Linked DNA regions of Salmo salar: region 1 is linked to region 2. Evidence: chromatin contacts called from public Hi-C data. All regions are on one chromosome and are shown on one strand. The core of a region is the stretch at or near the end of the contact, and the rest is flanking DNA. Distances in the headings are between cores, read along the strand shown.

Region 1 (6,419 bases), core at 877-3,376, 45 kb before region 2:
CGAGGACCTGCTCTACAACACTGCTCATTTGCCATTTGACTTGGGCCCTGTTCAAATACTGTGACAATGTCCTCTTTGCTAACTCTGTTTCTTGAGGTTATCACCGACCTGACCTGAGGACTTCGTCATGTGCCCTTGCAGATTAGAAAGAATCTGATGGTTGTAAGCAATATGGTAGAAACCCCAGCTAGCCTACCAGTAAGCTAGTGGGGCTAGACGCAAGCTTACACCTATCCAATCCTTACAAATCTAGGTGGGGCTCATCATGAAGTGTCTAGGTGAAGGGGTTTATTTTGGATATTAGGGGATACAGATATATGGGATGGCAGAGATGAATGTCTGGCAGGCTGGCGAGGCGAGCACAGGGAGATGATGCTAGGGGAGGGGGTGGATTGTAGAGTAGTAAAAGAGTTCCTGTACCTGTTGACTCACCTTAGTCCATGGGTGTGCCTTAATCTGGGGGAATTTGAACTCAGTGTAGTTGGGGTTCATCTCTCGGATCTGCTCCCGTGTAGGGGTCCCCAGAACCTACAGCACAGAGACAGGAGAGGAGAAGAGAGGGGAAGGAAGAGATGGAGAGAGAGAGGGGAGGGAGAGACGGAGAAAGAGAGGGGGAAGAGAGGGGAGGTAGGGAGAGAGGGGGAGGGAGGGAGAGACGGAGAGAGAGGGGGAAGAGAGGAGAGTGCATGAGCAGTGAGGAGAGGGACAATTGAGAGCGAGAGAGAGAGCGAGAGAGCGAGAGAGAGACAGGTGAGAGTGTGCCAACTTTCATTCAATGAAATAGAGAGAATTGGTTGACAGACATCCTAACTGACAGGCTAGTATCAGTACCTTGATGATCTCCACCAGCTGATCAACTCCACTGTCGCCAGGGAAGATTGGTTGCCCTAGCAACAGCTCTGCTAGCACACATCCAGCTGACCACACATCTGTAGAGGGGGCGGAGCATGCAAAGCAGGAAGATGTTGTGATTAGCATACCTGCTTTAGAGGTGTAGTTTGACTTTAAACAGGGTTAGCATTTAGCCTATATATGCTAGGGTGTATATGAATTTCAATTGGGTTTAGCTGTAAGCGGTTAGCTGTTAGCTCACCTATGCTGGAGGTGTAGTCGGTGGCACCAAAGATGAGCTCGGGGGCTCTGTAGTAGCGAGAGCAGATATAGGACACGTTGGGCTCTCCACGTACCAGCTGCTTAGCACTGGAGACACAACATCACCACCACACACTGTCAGTCACATATACTCCTCATCAATCATCATCATCATCATAGTCATCAATATCATAGTCATCTTCATTATCATTAACATCACTGCCATAATCATCATCATCATCATCCTCATCCTAATCCTAATCCTAGCCAATCAAAGCTAATGACAACTGCAAATTCTTTCACAAAGTTCAAACTGACCTGCCGAAGTCACAGAGTTTGAGCACAGCCGTCTCGGGGTCCAGCAGCAGGTTCTGAGGCTTGATGTCCCGATGGCAGATCCCAAACGAGTGGATGTAGGCCAGACTCCTGAACAACTGGTACATATATAACTACAACACACACACACACACACACACACACATTAGAAATGGAAAGCAGAGGATACACATGATGGCAACATAGTGTGCACACACACAGGCACTCACACACACACACACCTTGACATAGACTATGGGCAGAGTCTGTTTGGCTCGGCTGTAGTGTCTGGCAACTCTGTAGACTGTCTCAGGAACATAGTCCAGAACCAGGTTTAGATACACCTCATCCTTCTGTTACAGAGAGAGAGAGAGACAGAGACAGAGAGACAGAGACAGAGAGAGAGAAAGAGAGAGGTTAGGCAACACACATAGACAATGTAACTATTGTTTGACGATCAGTGACACTTCACTCTGGCATGCCCATGTCCATCTCATAGACTGTCTGCATTTCTTTTCTCCCTCCATGTCTCTCTCTCTTGTCTTGTCTTCTCCCTCTCTCTCCATCTCTCTTTCTCTCTCTCTAAAGCATTGGTTGCTGTGGTGACAGCGAGGAAACAGCCTGTTTGTGTGATGATGTCACTGTGTCTGTACTGTGCTCCATTGTGTAGTGTTTCCCCCGAGGGCAGGAAAAGCACGCCTGCGTCACCACCCTCTTGACGTGATGCACTGCCGCAGACAGTGATGTCATTTCCTGCCAAGGGCACCAGGGGGCTGGGTGGAGACAGGAAGTGCTCGTCTGGGCCTCAGTGAGCCCTAAAGGATGTAATTTGTCCCCCTAATGCACCCCACCCCTATACCAAGCCTACCACTCTATTCCTCTTCCTCTTCCTTTTCCTATGATCTGATTAGTGAAGGTCGATGGCCTGCCGTGACGTCACATGCCATCCGTTCTTCATCTTTGAGCTCAGACTTTACCCATAATGCCTCTGGAGATACCCAAAGAAGGTTGCAGTGAAAGGCAGGTCTATGAGTGTACCTTCTTTCCTAACTAAACCTTTGTTTTCTACTCCCTCTGTTCCATTTTCTAGCAGAGCCAGTCAGCAAACTAACCCAAGCAGACAGAGTGTAGCGTGAGAAGCTAGCTGGCTGTTCAGTTGAGCTAGTGTTATCATGGATTCTGAACAGACTGGCAGTCTGAAACAGTTCTGTCCACTAGAATAGACCCGTCTGGACCCTTTTCTCTTTCTCACGCGTAGTCTATAGACACACACACACGCAAACGCGCACACACAAAAGACATGCCATCCAGCCTGGTTTATACAGGTTAAAGGTGATGGTGTTCACACTTCTTCCACATACTTTATTGATAACAGTAGGATTTACAGAGAAAGCGAGACTCCGGGGTCCTCCTGCTGTTAGCGTAGCGCCCAGCAGGCTATATTTAGCCTAACAGCAGTGATGACTCACTTCCTGCCTCACTACAAAGGCACTTCCTCTCAATAACACAGCTAAACCTTGCACCTTTACCAGCTAATACCTTGACTTACTTAACTCACTTAATCCTCTTGGTTCCTGGAGGAACATAGGGCCTGTACTAAAGTCTCCCAACATTGGCGGTAATGCATATTATAAGTATTGTAACGAACACCAGGGTAGGGAAGCAAACCCGGGTCACTGGCGTGAAAGGCAAACACACTACGCATCGCGCCAATAGGGTTAACCCACTTGGTGGGAATTGTAACGTGGCTCCAATTTGTAAGTCGCTCTGGATAAGAGCGTCTGCAAAATGACGTAAATGTAAATGTCATATAGCGAGGATTGCTACAGTATTCAAGTGACCAATCCTGCATGTGAGTGAGAGAAAGGAGAGGGAAAGAGTGTGATAGTCAGAGAGAGAGTGCGAGAGAGAGAGAGAGAGAGAGAGAGAGAGAACTAGCACTCATTTCAGAATGCTTTTATTCACACTAGATTGTACGTCTGAACACAGGGTACATAATCATCTCGGAAGACTAGAGCACTGTTAAAATGCATACGCCTGGTATACTGTCAAAAACATGTAAAGATATTGGCACTGCCAGCCAGCTGCAGACTGGTACCCGTCTGCACAACCTCTCCTCCCCCATTCTCTGTACCTGGGCACTGATCACACACACACCTCTCAGTTCTGCCAACTGTACACGAGACAAGGCTTAGCCAAACCTAGAGGCATGCCGTGATCTCACAGTGCCACTGTGTGATAGAGCTCTTAAACTCGCACTGTGTTTGACGTGTGTTGTGTAAGTGGGTAAAGAGTGGACCGGAACAGTGTTTAATCAGTCCAGACTCCAGACCTTACATAACTCCACATAGCCCTAACTCTATTGCTACTGCTAACCCTATTGCTACTGCTAACACTATTGCTACTGCTAACACTATTGCTACTACTAACACTAATGCTACTGCTAACCCTATTGCTACTGCTAACCCTATTGCTACTGCTAACACTATTGCTACTACTAACACTAATGCTACTGTTAACTCTATTGCTACTGCTAACACTATTGCTACTACTAACACTATTGCTACTGCTAACTCTATTGCTACTGCTAACACTATTGCTACTGCTAACTCAATTGCTACTACTAACACTATTGCTACTGCTAACACTATTACTACAGCTAGTGCTACGCTCCTGGTTGGAGCCATCACTGCTGTTAAAAGCTACCACTACTGTTAACAGCTAACATAGCTCCTAGGCTGCTAAAAGCTAACAACTGTTAACAGCTAACACAGCAACAAGGCTGCTAAAAGCTAACAACCGTTAACAGCTAACACAGCTACTACTAACAGCTAACACAACTGTTAGTCTGCTACTAGTGGCACTACACTCTACACTAGACATGAGCCATCTGACCAGGACCCATCTTCAGACCTGACTGGTATTATACATACACACTCTCTCTCCCTCTCTGCCTGTCTTTTTCCCTCCTACGTGTCAGCAGAGCTATAATCCCCATACCAATCACACTATGCCAGCTATCCACAATTAGAACAGAGAGAGTGAAGGGGGTAGGAGGAAAAGATGCCAGAGAGGAGAGAAAGAGGAGAAGAGTGAGGCTCACGAGAGGCCCTCTTGCACGTGGTGGTTCCTAAAATTAGCAAGTGGCTTTTGGTCAGGCAACCCCTTTACTCAATGCCCTTTGCTCCAGCCTCTCTCCCTCACCCTCACCCATGGGCATCCCAAACCAAGTCCAAACTAGGTTTCCTGAGTGGGAGTATCCATTACTGCAGTGTCATGGACCTGGCACTGTGCATGCTGCACACATGCACTCTGACATATTGGGCACATGAGTGTGGTCTATATTTGTCAGTGCTCCTCCTGCCAGCATGTGAATGACAGATTCTACGAACTGAACCATTCATGTGTTATGAATATTCAGAATACTCAGAGAGGGAACATGACAGACAGACAGACAGACAGACAGACACACTTATTCTAAAATTGAAAAATGTGCTCAAACCACTTTGTAAAGACTGGCGACATCTTGTGGAAGCAATAGGAAGTGCTCACTAAACGATATCTCACGGTGTGAATTTTAGGCGATGACGTGAAGTTGAGTCCACAATTCAGAATTCCACTTCCTGGTTCAATCGGTCTCGGGGTTTTGGCTGCCATTTGAGTTCTGTTATACTCACAGACACCATTCAAATAGTTTTAGAAACTTTTGGGTGTTTTCTATCCATATATAATAAGTATATGCATGTCCTAGCTTCTGAGTTTGATTAGTAGGCCGTTGAAAATGGGAACGAATTTCTTTCAAAATGCGCTTTGGCGCCCCCTATCCTAGGATATCCTCAAGAGGTTAAATAAAGAAAATCCTCAGCTATCTATACAAAATACCCCATAAAACATTATTATAATTTTTTTTGCAAATGTATACAAAATAAAAAACAGAAATACCTTACTTACATAAGTATTCCCGACTATTTGTTATACAACTTGATTGGAGTCCACCTGTGGTAAATTCAACTGATTGAACATGATTGAACATGATTTGGAAAGGCACACACCTGTCTATATAAGGTCCCACAGTTGACAGTGCATGTCAGAGTATAAACCAAGCCATGAGGTTGAATTGTCCGTAGAGCTCTGAGACAGGATTGTGTCAAGGCACAGATCTGGGGAAGAGTACCAAAACATTTCTGCAGCATTGAAGGTCCCCAGGAATACAGTGGCCTCCATCATTGTTAAATGGAAGAAGTTTAGAACCACCAAGACTCTTCCTAGAGCTGGCCGCCCGGCCAAACTGAGCAATCGGGGGAGAAGGGCCTTGGTCAGGGAGGTGACAAAGAACCCGGTGGTCACTCTGACAGAGCTCTAGAGTTCCTTTGTGGAGATGGGAGAACCTTCCAGAAGGACAACCATCTCTGCAGCATTCCACCAATCATGCCTTTATGGTAAAGTGGCCAGACGGAAGCCACTCCTCAGTAAAAGGCACATGACAGTCCGCTTGGAGTTTGTCAAAAGGCTCCTAAAGACTCTCTGACCATGAGAAACAAGATTCTCTGGTCTGATGAAACCAAGATTGAACTCTTTGGTCTGAATGCCAACGTCACGTCTGGAGGAAACCTGGCAACATCCCTACGGTGAAGCATGGTGGTGGCAGCATCATGCTTTGGGGATGTTTTTCAGTGGCAGGGACTGGGAGACTAGTCAGGATCGAGGCAAAGATGAATGGAGCAAAGTACAGAGAGATCCTTGATGAAAACCTGCTCCAGAGCGCTCAGGACCTCAGAATGGGGTGAAGGTTCACCTTTCAACAGGACAACGACCCTAAGCACGCAGCCAAGACAATGCAGGAGTGGCTTCGGGACAAGTCTCTGAATGTCCTTGATTGGCCCTGCCAGATCCTGGATTTCTACCAGATCTAACATCTCTGAAGATACCTGAAAATAGCTGTGCAGCAATGCTCCCCATCCAACCTTAAAGAGCTTGAGAGGAGCTGCAGAGAAGAATTGGAGAAACTCCCC
Region 2 (6,867 bases), core at 2,806-5,305:
GGTCAGGAGAGATAGAAAGTGAAGAACACTTTCTAATCGTATACCACAAACATAGATTACTTAGAGAGTCCTTCCCAAAATTCACAATTTAAATGTCTACACATTTTACAAAACAATCAAACAAAGATAAAATGTGTATATTTTGGGGGGGAAAGGTCTGTTGTGATAGATTTGGCCTCATAATAAGTAACAGCTTGTTACAAGTTAAGGGAGGAAACATAAAATGTACTATTGTATAATTTTATTATAATAATGGCATATAGACAATATAAATACCACCAATATTTTTGTATTTATGGATTAGATTCTGAACGTTGACCATTATTACATTTTTGTATTAGATATTTATTTATTTTATATATAGTACCAGTCAAAAGTTAGGACACACCTACTCATTCAAGGGTTTTTCTTTATTTTTACTGTTTTGTAGAATAATAGTGAAGACATCAAAACTATGAAATAACACATATGGAATCATGTAGTAACCAAAAAAGTGTTAAACAAATCAAAATATATTTTATATTTCAGATTCTTCAAAGTAGCCACCCTTTGTCTTGATGACAGCTTTGCACACTCTTGGCAGTCTTGAAGGAGTTCCCGTATATGCTGAGCACTTGTTGGCTACTTTTCCTTCACTCTGCGGTCCAACTCATCCCAAACCATCTCAATTGGGTTTAGGTCGGGTTATTGTGGAGGCCAAGTCATCTGGTACAGCACTCCATCACTCTCCTTCTGGGTCAAATAGCTCTTACACAGCCTGGAGGTGTGTTGGGTCATTGTCCTGTTGAAAAACAAATGATAGTCCCACTAAGCACAAACTAGATGGGAGGGCGTATCGCTGCAGAATACTGTGGTAGCCATAATGGTGAAGTGTGCCTTGAATTCTAAATAAATTACTGACAGTGTCACCAGCAAAGCACTCCCACACCATCACACCTCCTCCATGCTTCACGTTGGGAACCACCATGCGTAGATCATCTGTTCACCTACTCTGCATCTCACAAAGACATGGCGATTGGAACCAAAAATCGAATGAACTTATCCTCTGCAGCAGAGGTAACTGTGGGTCTTCCTTTCCTGTGGCGGTCCTCATGAGAGCCAGTTTCATCATAGCGCTGATGGTTTTTGCGACTGCACTTGAAGAAACTTTCAAAGTCCTAAAAAATGTCTGTATTGACTGACCTTCGTGTCTTAAAGTAATGATGGACTGTCGTTTAACTTTTCTTATTTGAGCTGTTCTTGCTATAATATGGACTTGGTCTTTTACCAAATAGGTAGCCCACACACAGAGACTTACAGAAATGCAGAAGGTGATAGGCCTAATGGTACTGTATGTAAAGCAAGGCTGGGTTTGAAGTATGTCAACATCTGAACTCTGAGGAGCAGGTGTGTAAATGTCTGATGCATGTGTATGTGCAGGGATGCAACTTTCACTGAGGACCACCACCACATTATGAAATAGCATTTTTGTCGCCCCCAAGTTTTATCATTGGAATGTGATACAAAACGAGGCAACGGTGTGCTTCATTCAGGACCATGCAGATGCCTCCGAGCGGTCGGGTATGCTGTATGGAGTGTTTATCCGGCTGGATTTTAAAAATATATATACAAAAAAAAAAATTATGTTCACCCCTACTTCTAAAACCAAAGTTGCACCACTGTCTATGTGTAATAGGAATAGGCTAAATACAATTACAGGCTATATGTATACTATAGGCTGAGGCATCAGAAGCATAGGCTTTATTATTTTATTTTGACAACAGTTTAAAACACCATTAAAGTTGTCAGGAGCATATATCCTGGCCCAGGAGCACATTGAGGATGGCAATATTGTAGCAACTTCAGTCTGATACATTGTCAATTCAAATCAAATTGGTCACATACAGGTGTTTAGCAGATGTTATTGCAGGTGTAGTGAAATGCTTGTGCTTCTAGTTGTGGCACATAGATGTGTTGACAGTGGAGTCGGCGATCTGGCGATCATTTTTACATTTTGGAACATTCAGTTGAACGGAAACGTTGCTGTACTGAACGATCATTTGAAAAACAGAGAGTTTTTTTTTTTTTATCTTTATTTAACTAGCCAAGTCAGTTAAGAACAAATTCTTATTTTCAATGATGGCCTAGGAACAGTGGGTTAACTGCCTTGTTCAGGGGCAGAATGATAGATTTCTACCTTGTCAGCTCGGATTTGAACTTGCAACCTTTCAGTTACTAGCCCAACGCCACCCTGCCACAACCCCATCCTGGGTTGTGGGTTCAAAATGCACCGCTGCCCTTTAAATATGTCACTCATTGCTTCAAGTCACACCCTGGCACACCCACCCAACAGAACAAACGTATCTCAAAGTCTGTTCAATAACGTTTAAGGAAAACGTGCCATTCAGTACAATCCGATCCGCAACGTAGCAAACGTTCATGCGAACTGAACGCACCCCAAATTCCACAACAACTCAGTTTACACAAACGAGAAACTCGCCCCTTTACCCTGAAAGATCAAATCCCCATCACCTCGCCACCACCGCCCCCCCCCCCAGTCAAATTCTGCATGGGCACACCTTCTTATTGACAGTTGTGTAATAGACCGATCCTGTCACTTGCTGCATCTGGCTGCTAAGAAATTAATACTATCTGAGAAAACTGCTCGCAAAGCAAGCAAAACTACATATAAATAAGTAATATATACAAAATATCCCCATGTAATAATAATATAAGAGTGTGTGCCTAGTCATGACCCTAAACCAGGCGCTCCATTCGACTAGAGATCAGTAATCGGTTGAAATACACGTTGTGATCTAATGGAATGGACACCTAGATGAATCTGCAAATGAGGCAAATCACCACGATGCTTTGTAATGCCACTCGCCACTATGCTGGTTTGGGTGGTTGCCAGCCCTGCCCCTCTCTCCCAGGCGCGGCCCTCTACCTCTGTCTGCTGACCAGCCTAGAGTCGGACGTCACAGCGGTCTCTCCCGCAGAAACCAGGGTGACACTACGCCTGACAATCTCAGCCAGTGACACAGAATGACAAGCCTGCCTGTGCTATCAGACCTGGCGTCGAGTCAACGTGCTGAACAAGGCCAAAACTAGTTTAAATTGGTTTCATTCGCAAGGCAGGTAATTGAGGCAAATTAGTTTGATTATAAAAAATTGTAGACTTACTGCTGACTTTCACAGAGCCAAAAGCCGAGGGCTGCGGCACTGGTTTGCAGCTCTCCGCGAAGGAGGTGGTTCGGGGCCGCCCCGACATGATCCAATCCTCGAATCAAATACTGTATGCTACGTGATTGTAACTTTGGTGGCTTGGTAGATTTCTTTCTAAACCTTTGCATTCAAAGAATGACAGTTCCTTAATCTGAATGTTAGATTATTTACAATATTATTTTTTTATCAACTCCTCTCCACGAGCCTTCACAGTCGTTATTTTGACCTATCAATCTACCCTTTCTCGTCCCCCAATAGTCGTTCAAAGCATCCTTTCTTCCTTTGGTTCCTCGTTTTCCTTCAGTTGATTATAGGCCTTGGAGGCGCGTCTTCGACTAAATAGTCATGAATCTGGCCCTGTGGCCCCCAAATGAACCCACTGCTGGTTTGATTTCCCTAACTTGGTCACAGTTGAGTACAAAATTACAGAAGTGAAACAATCAGATAATGCGTTAATGGGGAATGGTTGCTGTATATTCCTATAGATCCAGGACCATGCAGATCCTCTTCATATTCCGATGGAGACTCAACGATCCGTCCGCCATGCCGGCTCCCTTGCTCTTCTACCCTACCGACGATTCAAACGAAAAATCTGCCAGTTGCTCAATTTTTACATTAACGATTTCCACGACCCTGCAAACTCGTCCCAACTCCACACACCGCGACGTCCAAATCCGGTTATTCCAGTTGGCTATCGGGTCTTGTGCACTTCGTTCCTCTGGAAAGAACAGTTCCAGTCAGACCCGACGATTCTGGTATTATATTTTATTCCTTCCCCATCGGTTTCGGGCTCGCTGTCTTATTCACTACGAACCTTTGTAACGCTATTTGCGTAAATGGTGAGGCTTGGTTCTATGCGCGTGGAGACGGGGTTACGCCAATAAACCGCTGTTGAGAATCGGAGAAAAGTGCACGCGCAATGGTATAAGGGGGGTTGCCGATTCAACCAATCCGAAGCGTATCCCTTGGCGATGGGCCGAGAGCCCCGTACTGTAGACCAATAAGGACGCTGTTCTTGTAGAACACATGGCATAGTTTGCTTGACACCGCCCCTGGTGTTCGGAAGCTCGTGTCCGTGCGTTATTGTGACTGGGGTAATGGGCGTTAATCGGGGGGGGGGGGGGGTAGTCAGAGAGATTGATAGCAGTCTCAGCCAATCCAACTGAGAGAAATGGTACGTGCACCAATGGCTGAAAAGCTGCAACCGGTAATCTACCCAATAGCATTAGGCGCGCAATTAACGCCACTTTTTACGGGCGACCCGTGACAGTCAAATGAACAGAATCAATGGGCTTGTTTGAGTGGTAAGGCTGAAGCAACCGACTGCAGACGAAAATCGAGGAGTGAAGTTGGGGGAGGTGCATCTGGGACAGCCGAAAGTCGTACATGTATGTTGTTTTCCAACAGCAAGACTCAGTGCAACATAGCAGTGTTGCCATGTTTGTATTTTTTTAATTCTTTGTAATGTCGAAATGATCATGTCTCCAAACACTTTATCACACACTCTCAATTGTAGCCTAAATAGTTCTGAACAAAATATAAACGCAAGATGCAAAAATTTCTAAGATTTTGCTGAGTTAGCATTCATATAAGGAAATCAGTCAGTTGAAATAAAATAGGTCCTAATGACTGGGCAGTGGTGCAGCCATGGGGGGCATAGGCCCACCCACTTGGGAAACAGGCCCAGCCAATCAGAATGAATTTTTGCCCACAAAAGGGCTTTATTACAGACAGAAGGCATTTATTTCAATTAACTGATTTCACTTGATGTCACTTGTTAAATCCAGGCAAAGCTATGATCCCTTATTGATGTCACTTGTTAAATCCACTTAAATCAGTGTAGATGAAAGGGAGGAGACAGGTTAAAAGTAGGATTTTTAAGCCTTGAGGCAATTGAGACATGGGTTGTGTATGTGTGCCAGATGCACCATTTTCTGTCAAGAACTGCAACACTGTTGTGCTTTTCGCACTCAACAGTTTTGCGTGTGTATCAAGAATGGTACACCACCCAACGGACATCCAGCCAACTTGACACAACTGTGGGAAGCATTGGAGTCAACATGGGCCAGCATCCCTGTGCACGCTTTCAACACCCTGTAGGGTCCGTGACCCGACAAATTGAAGCTGTTCTGAGGGCAAAAGGGAGAAGGTGTTCTTAATGTTTTGTAAACTCAGTGAAAATTCCTCCTAATAGTGTACAATCTGTGTCTCTCTTCATAGCATGGGCTATTGTTTGCATTCAAGACCAGGTTGTTTTTATTGCTCTCAGTTTGTCAGAGTAACCACTCATTTTGGTAATTTGTGTGGTATTAAATAAATATTCTGTTAATATCTTCTAACATGTAAATTACATAGAATTGCATGAAATGTGTTTATAAAAGGTGCATTTTAGGCCTCCCGTGTGGCGCAGCAGTCTAAGACACTGCATCGCAGTGCTTTAGGTGTTACTACAGAACTGTGTTCGAACCCAGGCTGTGTTACAGCCAGCCGTGATAGGGAGACCCATGAGGCAGTGCACAATTGGCCCAGCATCGTCCGGGTTAGGGGAGGGTTTACCGGCTGGGATTTCCTTGTCCCATCGCACTCTAGCGACTCCTTGTGGCAGGCTGGGCGCCTACAAGCTGACATTCGTCACCAACTGATCAGTGTTTCCTAAGACACATTGGTGCGGCTGGCTTCCGAGTTAAGCGAGCAGTGTGTCAAGAAGCAGTGTGGTTTGGCAGGGTCGTGTTTTGTGGGATGCATGGTTCTTGACCTTCCCCTTTCCTGAGTCCGTAGGGGAGTTGCAGCGATGGGACAAGACTGTTACTACCAATTGGATATCACGAAATTGGGGTGAAAATAAATTTTAAAAATGAATAAAAGGCAAATTTTCTGCCCAAAAAAATTCCCCATGTGTAGAAATCCTGAAAACACCTCTGCTTAACTGTATGCCAATATGCAAATGCAATTATGGATGCAGGGGCCCTGACCTCCAGGGGGCCCCCATTGCTTTTGTTTGTCACTCTCACTCAGATATCATATCAACATGGTATACAGTGGCGGTCGGTGCCGTTTAAAATGAGGGAGGACAATGTATTTATTTATTAGCATGGCTTCACTTCTATTACAGCATACTGGATGACTGTCATTCATATTCCATTACCCGGCTCAATGTAACATCAATAGGCATAGGCTACTTACTACATGATACTCACATTTTCCAGGCGAAAAAACCTTTCCAAGCCAAACCTTCATATCATAACCGCTAACCGCTACACACAGCCTACATTGTTGTTACCCAATTAGCTAACGTCAAGTCAACAAAATAGCTACTAGAACTAACATGTTAGTAAGCCCACTACAATCATACAGTACAGTGTACAGTTAGCAAGAAGTTTAGCAGTTACACCGGCGGGCCCGGGTGCCAATAAATTAATAAAACCAAAAGCTTACCTTGACTTGTAAGAGTTCCAGTGTTGGATAGCCAAAGCCAGCTAGGTAACATAGCATCCCTCTCTGTTTGAGCTGGGTGTTTGTGTAGGCTAAACTAGCTAGCTGCACTCGCTAGCTAATTAAGTGAAAGGGAAAGTGAAAAAAATATGAAATATAGCTAGCTCTCTCTCTCTTGCTTTTCCTTCATTTTTTAAGAAATTAATTTATTAAAAGCTATTCAACTATTGT

What was found. Hi-C and Micro-C count contacts between places; a contact is called where the count stands out from the background.
Region 1: a Hi-C map of gill shows a contact between it and region 2, with 3 times the contacts expected there. The contact joins the enhancer-like site here to the promoter of LOC106586650 in region 2. A contact is called at or near these places in 2 of 3 Hi-C or Micro-C datasets (gill and muscle).

The regions. Positions count from the first base shown.
Region 1 is chrssa25:34,267,603-34,274,021 of Ssal_v3.1, reverse strand. It overlaps LOC106586650 (glycogen synthase kinase-3 beta), which reads right to left. Exons shown (of 11, transcript XM_014174159.2): 4 at 1,650-1,760; 5 at 1,411-1,541; 6 at 1,094-1,200; 7 at 832-929; 8 at 421-528. Among protein-coding and RNA genes, the nearest start is that of LOC106586650, 44 kb to the right of the region's middle. Within about 2 kb of position 2,126, at least 5 of the 13 cell types and tissues checked have an H3K27ac peak or open chromatin away from gene starts, as enhancers often do. A contact at or near this core is called in gill, where this site is marked.
Region 2 is chrssa25:34,223,647-34,230,513 of Ssal_v3.1, reverse strand. LOC106586650 (glycogen synthase kinase-3 beta) reads right to left here and starts at 4,055. Exons shown (of 11, transcript XM_014174159.2): 1 at 3,163-4,055. The coding sequence starts at 3,250.